Regions from separate parts of the Mus musculus genome. Here region 1 is linked to region 2. The links are chromatin contacts, called in public Hi-C maps. All regions are on one chromosome and are shown on one strand. The core of a region is the stretch at or near the end of the contact, and the rest is flanking DNA. Distances in the headings are between cores, read along the strand shown.

What was found. A called contact is a pair of places that touch in the nucleus more often than the background predicts.
Region 1: a Hi-C map of the N1E-115 cell line shows a contact between it and region 2, with 10 times the contacts expected there. The contact joins two enhancer-like sites. A contact is called at or near these places in 2 of 484 Hi-C or Micro-C datasets (the N1E-115 cell line and embryonic fibroblasts) and 1 of 115 datasets of contacts at active chromatin or transcription factors (acute myeloid leukemia).

Annotation. Positions count from the first base shown.
Region 1 is chr14:106,159,090-106,163,969 of GRCm38.p6, reverse strand. No RefSeq gene overlaps it. Among named protein-coding and RNA genes, the nearest start is that of Trim52, 55 kb to the right of the region's middle. Within about 2 kb of position 1,464, at least 31 of the 459 cell types and tissues checked have an H3K27ac peak or open chromatin away from gene starts, as enhancers often do. A contact at or near this core is called in the N1E-115 cell line, where this site is marked.
Region 2 is chr14:105,373,905-105,378,849 of GRCm38.p6, reverse strand. No RefSeq gene overlaps it. Among named protein-coding and RNA genes, the nearest start is that of 5430440P10Rik, 51 kb to the left of the region's middle. Within about 2 kb of position 1,534, at least 53 of the 459 cell types and tissues checked have an H3K27ac peak or open chromatin away from gene starts, as enhancers often do. A contact at or near this core is called in the N1E-115 cell line, where this site is marked.

The DNA of each region.
Region 1 (4,880 bases), core at 215-2,714, 790 kb before region 2:
GGAGACAGGAAGTGGACACTGACAGCTGGAGACAGGAAGTGGACACTGACAGACAGCTGGAGACAGGAAGTGGACACTGACAGCTGGAGACAGGAAGTGGACACTGACAGCTGGAGACAGGAAGTGGACACTGACAGACAGCTGGAGACAGGAAGTGGACACTGACAGCTGGAGACAGGAAGTGGACACTGACAGCTGGAGACAGGAAGTGGACACTGACAGACAGCTGGAGACAGGAAGTGGACACTGACAGCTGGAGACAGGAAGTGGACACTGACAGCTGGAGACAGGAAGGGAAAATTTGGATGTGGTTACTTCATAAGGAAAATAAAGCAGCAAGGAGCGCCATGATGACACAGACTCTACTATAAAGAACCAGCATAAATGAGAAAGTATGAACAAATGGAGATAAGGTAATCTGTCAGGATACTACTATTTCATAAAATTTCTTGCTTAACTGCCTAGTTTGAAGGAAAGACCCCTGCTACTTCCTGGTAATTTCAGAAGGGTCAGGCAGGAGTCCTGCCATATAGGGTTACATAGCAAGACAGTGACTCAAAACATCCCTCCAAGAAGCCCTTCAACTATGGCAGTTGTTCTCAGCCTTCCTAATGTTGCAATCTTTTAATACAGTTCCTCATGTTGTGGTGATTCCCAACCATAAAATTATTTTTGTTACTACATCATAACTGTAAGTTTGCAGTTATGAATCATAATGTAGTAAGGAGAGAAGAAAAGATAATACAAAAGCCACAAATAAGTTCCTTTACCAAAAGCCAAGTTCACATCAGAACACTTGTTAACAGACATTAGATGAAAGTAAAATTGGAGAAAATTAGGCTACTTGAGGGGCAAAAAATGAGACAAGCAAAAAAAAAGGGGGGGGGGATTCGTTAAAATTACAGTTTTTCCTACCCATAGGTTGAGAAACCACTGATCTACAGAATTGCTTGAGAATATTACAGTCCCATTTAGCAATTTATTCTGCATGGACTAACTGCATAATCAATTGATTGATTTATCACATTTGATTGAAGAACCTTCGAGATATTGAGCTACCTGCCTAACTATGGCTAGTATATAGTAGACATACAGACTACTAAACAGGCAAATGGAAGGAGTAAATAAGATAGAGAAATAACATCCTGTGAGCTGAGAAATATGTAGAGTTGGGGCATAGATGAACAAGAGAAAGACAGTAAGGCTTCCAGCAAGCAGTCATATATAAGTTAAGCTCTGGCATGTAAAAGTTAATGAAGAGAGCTAAAATTTCTTGGGGGAAAAATATTTAAGATTTGAGAGCAAGAACAAGAGAAATAAAGCCACTGGTAAAGGTGGCTTTTTCTGGCTAGAGTTCAGAATTCCAGTTTTCACGTATTCAGAAAGGAAGCAAAACTAGACAGCAGGCTCCAGATCAAGAGCCTTGTGAGTCATGCCAAAGGAGTTTGGAAGCTAAAGAGCACCGGGGAGCCAGTAAAGGATTGTAAGCTGATTAGTGACAAAACAGGAATTGGAGAGTGATTCTGCTGGTAGGGATGAAGAGGCTGAAGGAGTTATGCAGCTGAATTAACATGGAATAAAAGCACAATGAATATTGCTACAAATAGCATAAGCAAATGGAAACATGATACAAACGAAAGCAATCCATCTTAAAGGGGGTGTGTGATACATGAAACCAGGCTAAATAAATAAATAGGACACAGATGATAGGTGTTACAAGCAATAGGAAAGACCTCACACACACACAATGAGCTTTGGCTAAAGAGAAGGCTGGAATGACAACAGAGAAAAGAGAAGGGTACCTTTACACATGCTAGAGAAATGCTTTCTTATATGTGTAGAAAGAAACAAGACAGGTCAGAAATAATGCCAATGGAAAATACACGTTGTCATAAATTTTTCTCTAGTAATTAAATTTTTCTCCAGTAACTAGCTTTCTATATAAAAATTTAAAAAGTATTTTTAATTCCCAGTAATTAAGTCATTGATTACAAGAAAAAAAGGCTAGAATGAATTTGACAAAGCTAGCAGTGCTTTTAGTTTCTGCACTCTGAAAAGAAAATGAATTAGACTAGCCAAGAAGAATTGTTGGACAACTAGGATCTACTCAAAAGGATGGAACCCGAAAATACCACCTTTCTGAGGCATCTACAGGGAAAGTATAAAAATTTGGGATAGTCACTATATCATAGACTCCATTTGAACATGGTAACTCCTGAAGATTACTTTGACAGTGGGTAAGAATGAGCAGAGCTGCCTGGAATAAACATGGGGGAAAGAGCAATGGAATTAAGAGGCAAAGGTTAGAGTCTGTGGAGTGCAGGGAGAGAGGAAAGCCTGTAGGCACTGCATACAGACTTCACAAACACAGTGATCTTGGCAGCAGTATCCATTTTACCTGTGGTTACATGATTCCAGGTAGGGCCAGACAGGACACCTGCAAAAGTATGCATACATATAGGATACTTAAACTTTTCTAGCAATCTTCATCAGTACAGAGCATGAAAAGAAATATCATATTGGAGTAATTTTAAGGTTTGAGATCATCTGGACAACGATGTTAAAATAAAACACAATGATCCCGGCCAGACACAAGTAGAACTGTCAGAAGTCTGACAGACGAGAGAATAGAAGACTAGATAAACGGCTTTTAAAAGAATCTGAAAGTGGAAATAAACGTTTGTATATGTACCAAAAACAATCGCGTATAGAAATACGGGGGTTTTCAAAATACTTGTTTCTGAGGGGTGCTACAGCATGCATGTAGAGTCAGCTCTTTCCGTCCACCTTCACTTGGGTTCTACAAATCTCACTGTGACAAGCACTTTCACAATGGGAGCCGTACTGCCACCTCCAAATGTAGCTTTTTACCGTAACTTTGTAAAAGACAAAGGACTCAAAACTAAAATATAAGCTAGCACAAGTCACTAAAATAGGACGGACAGGGAGATTATAATACTGGTTGTGTTATAGATTGTCCAACTATAATAAAAATCACATTATTGTGTCCTTTTAGGAAGCAACGGTCTATGACACAACGGTCTATGGCACAACGGTCTATGTTTTTTATTTTTTAACATAGTATTTTACTATTTATATTGCATTTTGCCAGATCATATTAGGTAACTTTCAGAGAAACTTAACCTGGTTAAATGGAAATTGACCCACATCCCAGACCAGTTTATTGAAGGATAAGAGATTCCTGGGATTCACACTAGAAACTCATAAATGACATCCTTCTCAGAATTGATTTAAAAAAAAAAAAAAACACTTGAGTCCTAATAAAGCAGAGATACTGGTTACTAGGCTCAGATTCATTGTGAATACGTTGCTGAACTAGTACTTTGTTTTATTGGTGACATTATGCATAAACGTACAAAATTTTAGTTAATAAAATTATATTGTTACTATAAGAAAATACTGGTGAGTTTTCTTTTCAATCAGTAGTTTTGTGTGGACATAACTATTTACTTAGTAGAATTTGCTATGGCTCTATATTTCCACAGTTAATGCTCAACTGTGTTTATTACTTATGAGAGACTCTCTGCTGATTTCCAACCATTTGAAATATTGAATTTAAGGGTTTATAGACAAGATATAAGTCATATACTGTGTGCTTACATGGTATTGTGAAGGCACTGACTCAACAGTGTCCTGATACAGAAGGCCAAGCATTACAGCTCCCCGAGGAAAGTTGGTGAAATCAGTTGAGCATAATTTGAATTCTTTGCTTAGTTAATTATCATGGCTCCAACGTGGCCTACTGTAAAAAGGTTTCTCAGCAAACTGCTTTCCGAGCTGTGGGCAGTTTGTAGGAGTTATAGTTCTTTTACACGCCACACAGGTTCTCTTTGTTTACCTGCCTCTGTGTTATAGGTGTCGTTGCACTTTAGTTTACAAGCAACCCTGATTCATAAGCAAGCTACAGCGATGATTTAAATAGTCTTCCAGTCTTCTCGAGTGGGTCTGAATGTGCGCATGAACTCTTTGTTATCTTAATAAATATATCCATCAGTTCACTGTGGATAAAGACTTAAAACACATAAGCCTCCGAGTCCTGTTACTCAATATCCCTCTGAAAGCTCCCAGGCCCCAGACTGATAATTACCACACCGTATGCCTGTTGCTTCGCTCATTATCTTATTATCTACTCTTAATATCCTTAGCAATTAAGATCATATCCAGTGTGTCTGGAGGAAGGGTGACCTGGACCAGACTTCCTAAGATGTTATCTGCTGCAGGCACTGAAGCTGTGATGAGAATCTGATGAAAACAATATTGAAAGGGGGAAAAAAAAAGCTACTTCAGTCTTTGTTCCAGGGAAGAAAGAAAAACTGCTGGGAGTTGTTGTTGTTGTTGTGTCAGCTATATATACTATTATTTGCTCATCTGTGTTAGCTCATCTACATTGAAACCAAGCCTGCCAGAATCTCCTGTTTGCTTCCCATTCCTTTAAGTCAAAAAGAGGTGCTCCAGGTGACATTGGAAGGTGAAACCCAAGCACTGTCCCTTCATACGGGGAGGCCAGCTCAGGACACCAGGCACCACTTCAACCTAGGCCTGTTGTCTCTATGAGGCTGGCTCCGCTGAAATGGGGCGCGGGTCACAGGAGGAACTGTTCCTCCCACTGGATCCTCCTGTAACTTCTCTGAATCCTGGGCCAATGTGGCCTGCTCTGTAGCATCACCTTTAAGTCACCAGGTATACTGATGAGCTATTTACATCCCAACTCACACTTCGTGTCATTTAATTTGTCCCAGCCATGCTCTGAATGTTCTTCTTTCTCTGCCAGCCATGTTGACTTCAGGCCCAGAACCTAGTATAGAAAAACAAGTTGATATAACAATCTACTCCACAATGTATAAAATCAAACCAAACGA
Region 2 (4,945 bases), core at 285-2,784:
ATTTTATCATCAAACTGTGACAGTGTGGATGATTAGGACATGTGTAAGTTATTAGCATTTTAAAGCCTGAGATTGGGAAGGGAAAGGCAGAAGGAGAAAGTGTCTCAAAGTGCAATTTTGGAAGCTCTCTAAATAATGTTTTTCCCACTCCCGCTCCAGCCTCCACTTGGTCCTGTTCCAATTCTCAGCTTTTAGACAGTGCCTGGCCCATCACACCTGCAAGAAATCATTGTCAGGGGAAAGAGGGAACAGACATATTCCTGTGCACAGCCTATGGTGTTTCCCTCCCAAAGAGCCCTTAAGCCAAAGCACTATTTGTCTTCCCTCTAAAATTGCCTACTAAATGGCATCTGGATATTTGAAAGACTATAATGGCATAAAGAGATATAGCCCAACCTGTAGCACTTCTCCTGGATTACTGAAGCCAGTGGATTGTCTAAATTCTTCCTTTTGATGTGCACCAAATTCTGAGGAAGAGTCTCATTTAAGCCTTAGAAAATGAAGGCCTTTGCGCCACTGAACATAAAAACATTTATAACTCACTTCAGTTTTCCTGGATGTTTCTGAGGTACCTTCCCCCCACCCACCCCAGTTCCCTCCTCAGCCAGTACCTCGTGCAGAGGGCTTTAAGGTCTCTGTGATATTCTTAAACATTCCCTCTGGGGATGAAGGGAAGGAAAAGAGCACCAGAGAGCGAGCTACAAGTCTCCACACAGACCTCTCTTTCAGTTCAAGTGTGAAGAGGGAGATAAAAAGCCAACTACAGACACACTGTCCTCAGAAGGAGCCAAGAGCTACCCCAAAGATTGGCAGCTCCAAAAGGCATCAACAGGAATCCTTTTGGTAATTACCAGTTCGGAAATGTCATCCCAATGATTGTGACAGACATAAAGCAGCTGCACTTTGTTGAGGAAGAACAGAGGCCGGGCCTGAGCAGTAACAAACATCGGGCCAGCTGCAGCCTGCTCGCCCTCCTCAGCTCTCCTGTTCCAGACTTGCCAAATGCTGAAGCAATTAATCACACAGTAGAAGTGGATCTAAAATGTCTGAAATTGCCTGGTGAAGATTAACTGAATCTATCATATTTCCAGCCTGATTAGGAGGGAGGCAAGAGTGTCTTTTTATTGCAGAAAGCTTCACAGTCAAGTTAATTGCTAAGATCTTAGGCTGGTCATTCCAATTCCAGCTGGAATTTAGAGAATCCTCTGGCCAGAAATCCTTATTTTTGAGTGAGAAACAGAGAGAAAAAGACACAGGTATTTGCTTTTATGAATCTCTGGGGTAGAATCAAAGGCTCCAAGCTCAAGCCAACACAGGTGTCCTTGTAACCTAAAGAGCCATTGAAGAGCAACTTTAAATCTGTTCTGCCTGTTTGTCTAAAACACCCACCCATTCCTGGGTGGAGAATTCCAGTTGCTGTCAGGGGTTAAGAGGGCCCCTGGAACATATGCCATTAGCTTCACACTGAGGGAAACGTGGGCCTCTCTGCTAGGCTGGTTACGCTTCTCCATAGTCAAATGGTCACTGCCCCAGAAAGCCATGTTGCTTCAGTTCCAGAGAAAACACACAGCTGGCATGCAGCTGTGGTATAGCGTACCTCCATATGCCTAAGGTGAAAGGTTCTGGTGACCCCAGCCCTAGTACCTAGATGAGTGGTGATGGCCTTGTCACCTGCAGATCCCAAGGGGATCTAACCTGTAGTATCCATCCATATCCAGCCACTGTCCTCAAACTCTCCAGACCCAGGCCTACAAAGAATCCCTCTGAGACTGTCATCCCACCCAAAAAACCGACTGCTTCCTTTTTTTTAACTAGTGCGTCATTCAACTCTCTTCTTGTTTATTCCTTTGGAAGTGTCTTTTCTATAGGATCTGGAGAGATTTACTTATTCTATTTTAAACTATTTTCTTATATAACATTGGCTCTAAAATTATGCTTTTTTAATTATTATTATTATAAAGAGCTTTTCTAACATCACGGAGATTGCTCAGGGGGTAAAGACACTTGGTGACCTGCAGAGGAACCTCTGAACTATGTAAAGATGGGAATTGAATTCCACAACTTTTTCCCTGACCTCCCATGCCCTACTTAAACATACACACGTGTACACACGCAATAATTAACTTTTACGCCTTTATTTGTATAAATGTATTTCTTAACACAATACTAAATAACACCTAATGTTTATGTTAACTATCCTTTAAAATGGATAAAAGACCCGTGTGTGGTCATGAATAGATAAAGGAGAAGCAATGAATTTGGAAAAGAACAAGTATTGTGCATTCTGTCTCATGTGTGGAAACAACAACAATTCACTGTGAATGTACAAGAGTAAAAGACCAGAGAGTAGAAAGAAAAAGAGGGAAAAGGAGGCGGGGCTGGATTCCATCAGAGCGCATTGCATACATGTGTTGAGATACCACACTCAACCTCATTAATAAGTACAAGTAAGACATCCTAATCAAAATTTCATGTAATTATCAAGCAGTTCCAGCTATTTATTATGATCTGAAGAGAAAGAAAGCCTAAGACCTGAAGAGTCCTCATTTAAAATAAGGTCCCTGAGTACCTGCTCCATCCTTGGCCATGTGCTTCTTTGGCTCCGTTCTATGTTTATATTAATATTCCACTAAACTAAAAAGCAGTGGCCACTCATATTCAATACTTCCTCCCTCACCAGGGACATGTAATTCACTTTCATACTATTGAGCAATATTGTTCAAAATAGATAAATGTATATTTATTTTATTTCATAACTTGAACAAAATAAACAGACTTTTATGACAGATTCTCATCTGTTGGGTAGCAATGATGTACGTACACTTCCTGTGAGTGCAGACGTTGCTGTCTTTCCAGGAGTTAGAAAATCAAACTCAAGCCCATGCCTCTGCTGCACACATGAACATTAAAGGAGATAAATAAGCAATAAAATGAGCAACATACATAAAACTTACACAAATAGAATCTTTAAAGCGATAGGGAGCCACAGTTAACAAAAGTTTGTGTTGTTCTGCTTATCTACACAGATATCCAGTTCTGTCTAGTATGCACCTTACTGACTTACTGTCAGTCAAAGGTAGGAGAAAGATGCTGAAACAACAAACTTTAGACTTAAGCATGTTCACCAAGGATGAATAAATTGGTGGTATTAAAGCCACATAGAACTAGAGGTAAGGAAGGAGAAATGCCATCTTCAGAGTGTGGCACCAAAAATCAACAACAAGGAGCCAAGGGCACAGTCAGAGTGGAGACAGTCCCACTGACCATGGCCACAGTGGAGACCCACTGACCATGGTCACAGTGGAGACAGTCCCACTGACCATGGTCACAGTGGAGACAGTCCCACTGACCATGGTCACAGTGGAGACAGTCCCAATGATTCAAGAGTCTACAACCGAAGTAGAGAATCATTGGGCCTGTACATCTTCTCAGAATAAAGATTGTAAGTGAACAGAAAGGGAAACACAGTCATAAGGGGGAAAAGCATCATATGAGTCCTCAGGAAACTCCCTAGGGACCTAAAATCTTAAAGGTCATTCTCAAATATCCAAATGATAGTCACATGACTGATGCTTTAGGATAGTCCCTTTAAATATGTTTTTAATGTCACATTTGAAATATATGAAGATGAAAATTATATCATCTCTTCCATTCTCAGTGGACTTCCTAAAATCTCAGCTGGGTATGTTGAAGATGCATAGCTCTCTTGGAGAAGTTATCCAAGGGCTCTGGAGGGAACAGGAGACTTGTTGACTGGCAGTGAGAGAAAATGACACACTATACTGGTCATTTTCTGAAGAAGGAAAATAAAGGGCTAGATCAAAAAGGTGCTTTGAAGTGCCATTACATGCATGGCTTTGGTGGACAGCCCTTGAGGCTGGGTGAAGAGAGGACGCAGCGACATTTAAGCGGCAGGGGCCAGTCGCGCCCACAAGCCTAGACTCTGCCCACACATCTGGAACATTTCAATAAAGGCCTCAGAGATAAGATTGACAGTTTCATGTCAGACACAATTAGAAGAATGAGGGTTTCGACTCCTGATATGCAAGATGAAAGCCGAGCAAGACAAAGGCAGAAATAATAGCAAAGTGAATAGAGCAGAGATATCTGCGACATGAATGGGAGAGGTCCACCAGCCACTCGCCTTTGAACCCAGCCATGTCTTGACAACCCTCACTGACATTCCAGCCCTTGAGTCTGCATAACTTAGCAAAGCCTTGCATCTAGCATTCGGTCCTCGTTATTACAGTCACTCTCAAATGGCATTAGTAACTTGTTAGTTGATCTTCATGATAGTTACGTGAAGAGAAACAGCAATAATGTTTTCAATATATTTCTAACACAAAACTTCTGTTGTTTTTTGCACAAGAGAGTTTCTGGTTCATGGTTTTAAAAGGGCCCATGGTTAAGATTATCCAACATACTCTCCTTTTCAAATGGCTTTAACTTTCAACTTAGAAATTTTTTATTTTTATTTTAAACCAGTGGTAGAGGAATAAAACTATGGAATTGAATGAATTGCTTTATAGTCTACTTTTTTTTTCAAGTAAAGGATTTGTTGAATGAATTACAGCAAGAAATGTGCATAATAAAATTAATAGAGTAGAAATTTAAAGAAGCAGTAGACCTCAGGACAAAAATGACCATACTTTTTGCCTCACTGTTTTCAAAATTGCTATGAGTAAATTACAAGCATTACCCAGGCTCCTCTTGGTAGATGAAAATTGACACTATTACGAAAAATATTAAACTGCTACCTATGTAAAGATTTAAAAAAAGCAAATTTTTAAAAGTTAATATTATGGGGCAGGGTAAGGTCAACATTAGTCTCTGCTCCCCTTGGAATGAAATTCTACTGAATGAGCTGTTCTATACCAGTTGAGCTCTGTGGGCCAGCAGCATCAACATCATGAAGAGCTCACTCAAGCTGCAGGTTATCAGGCCC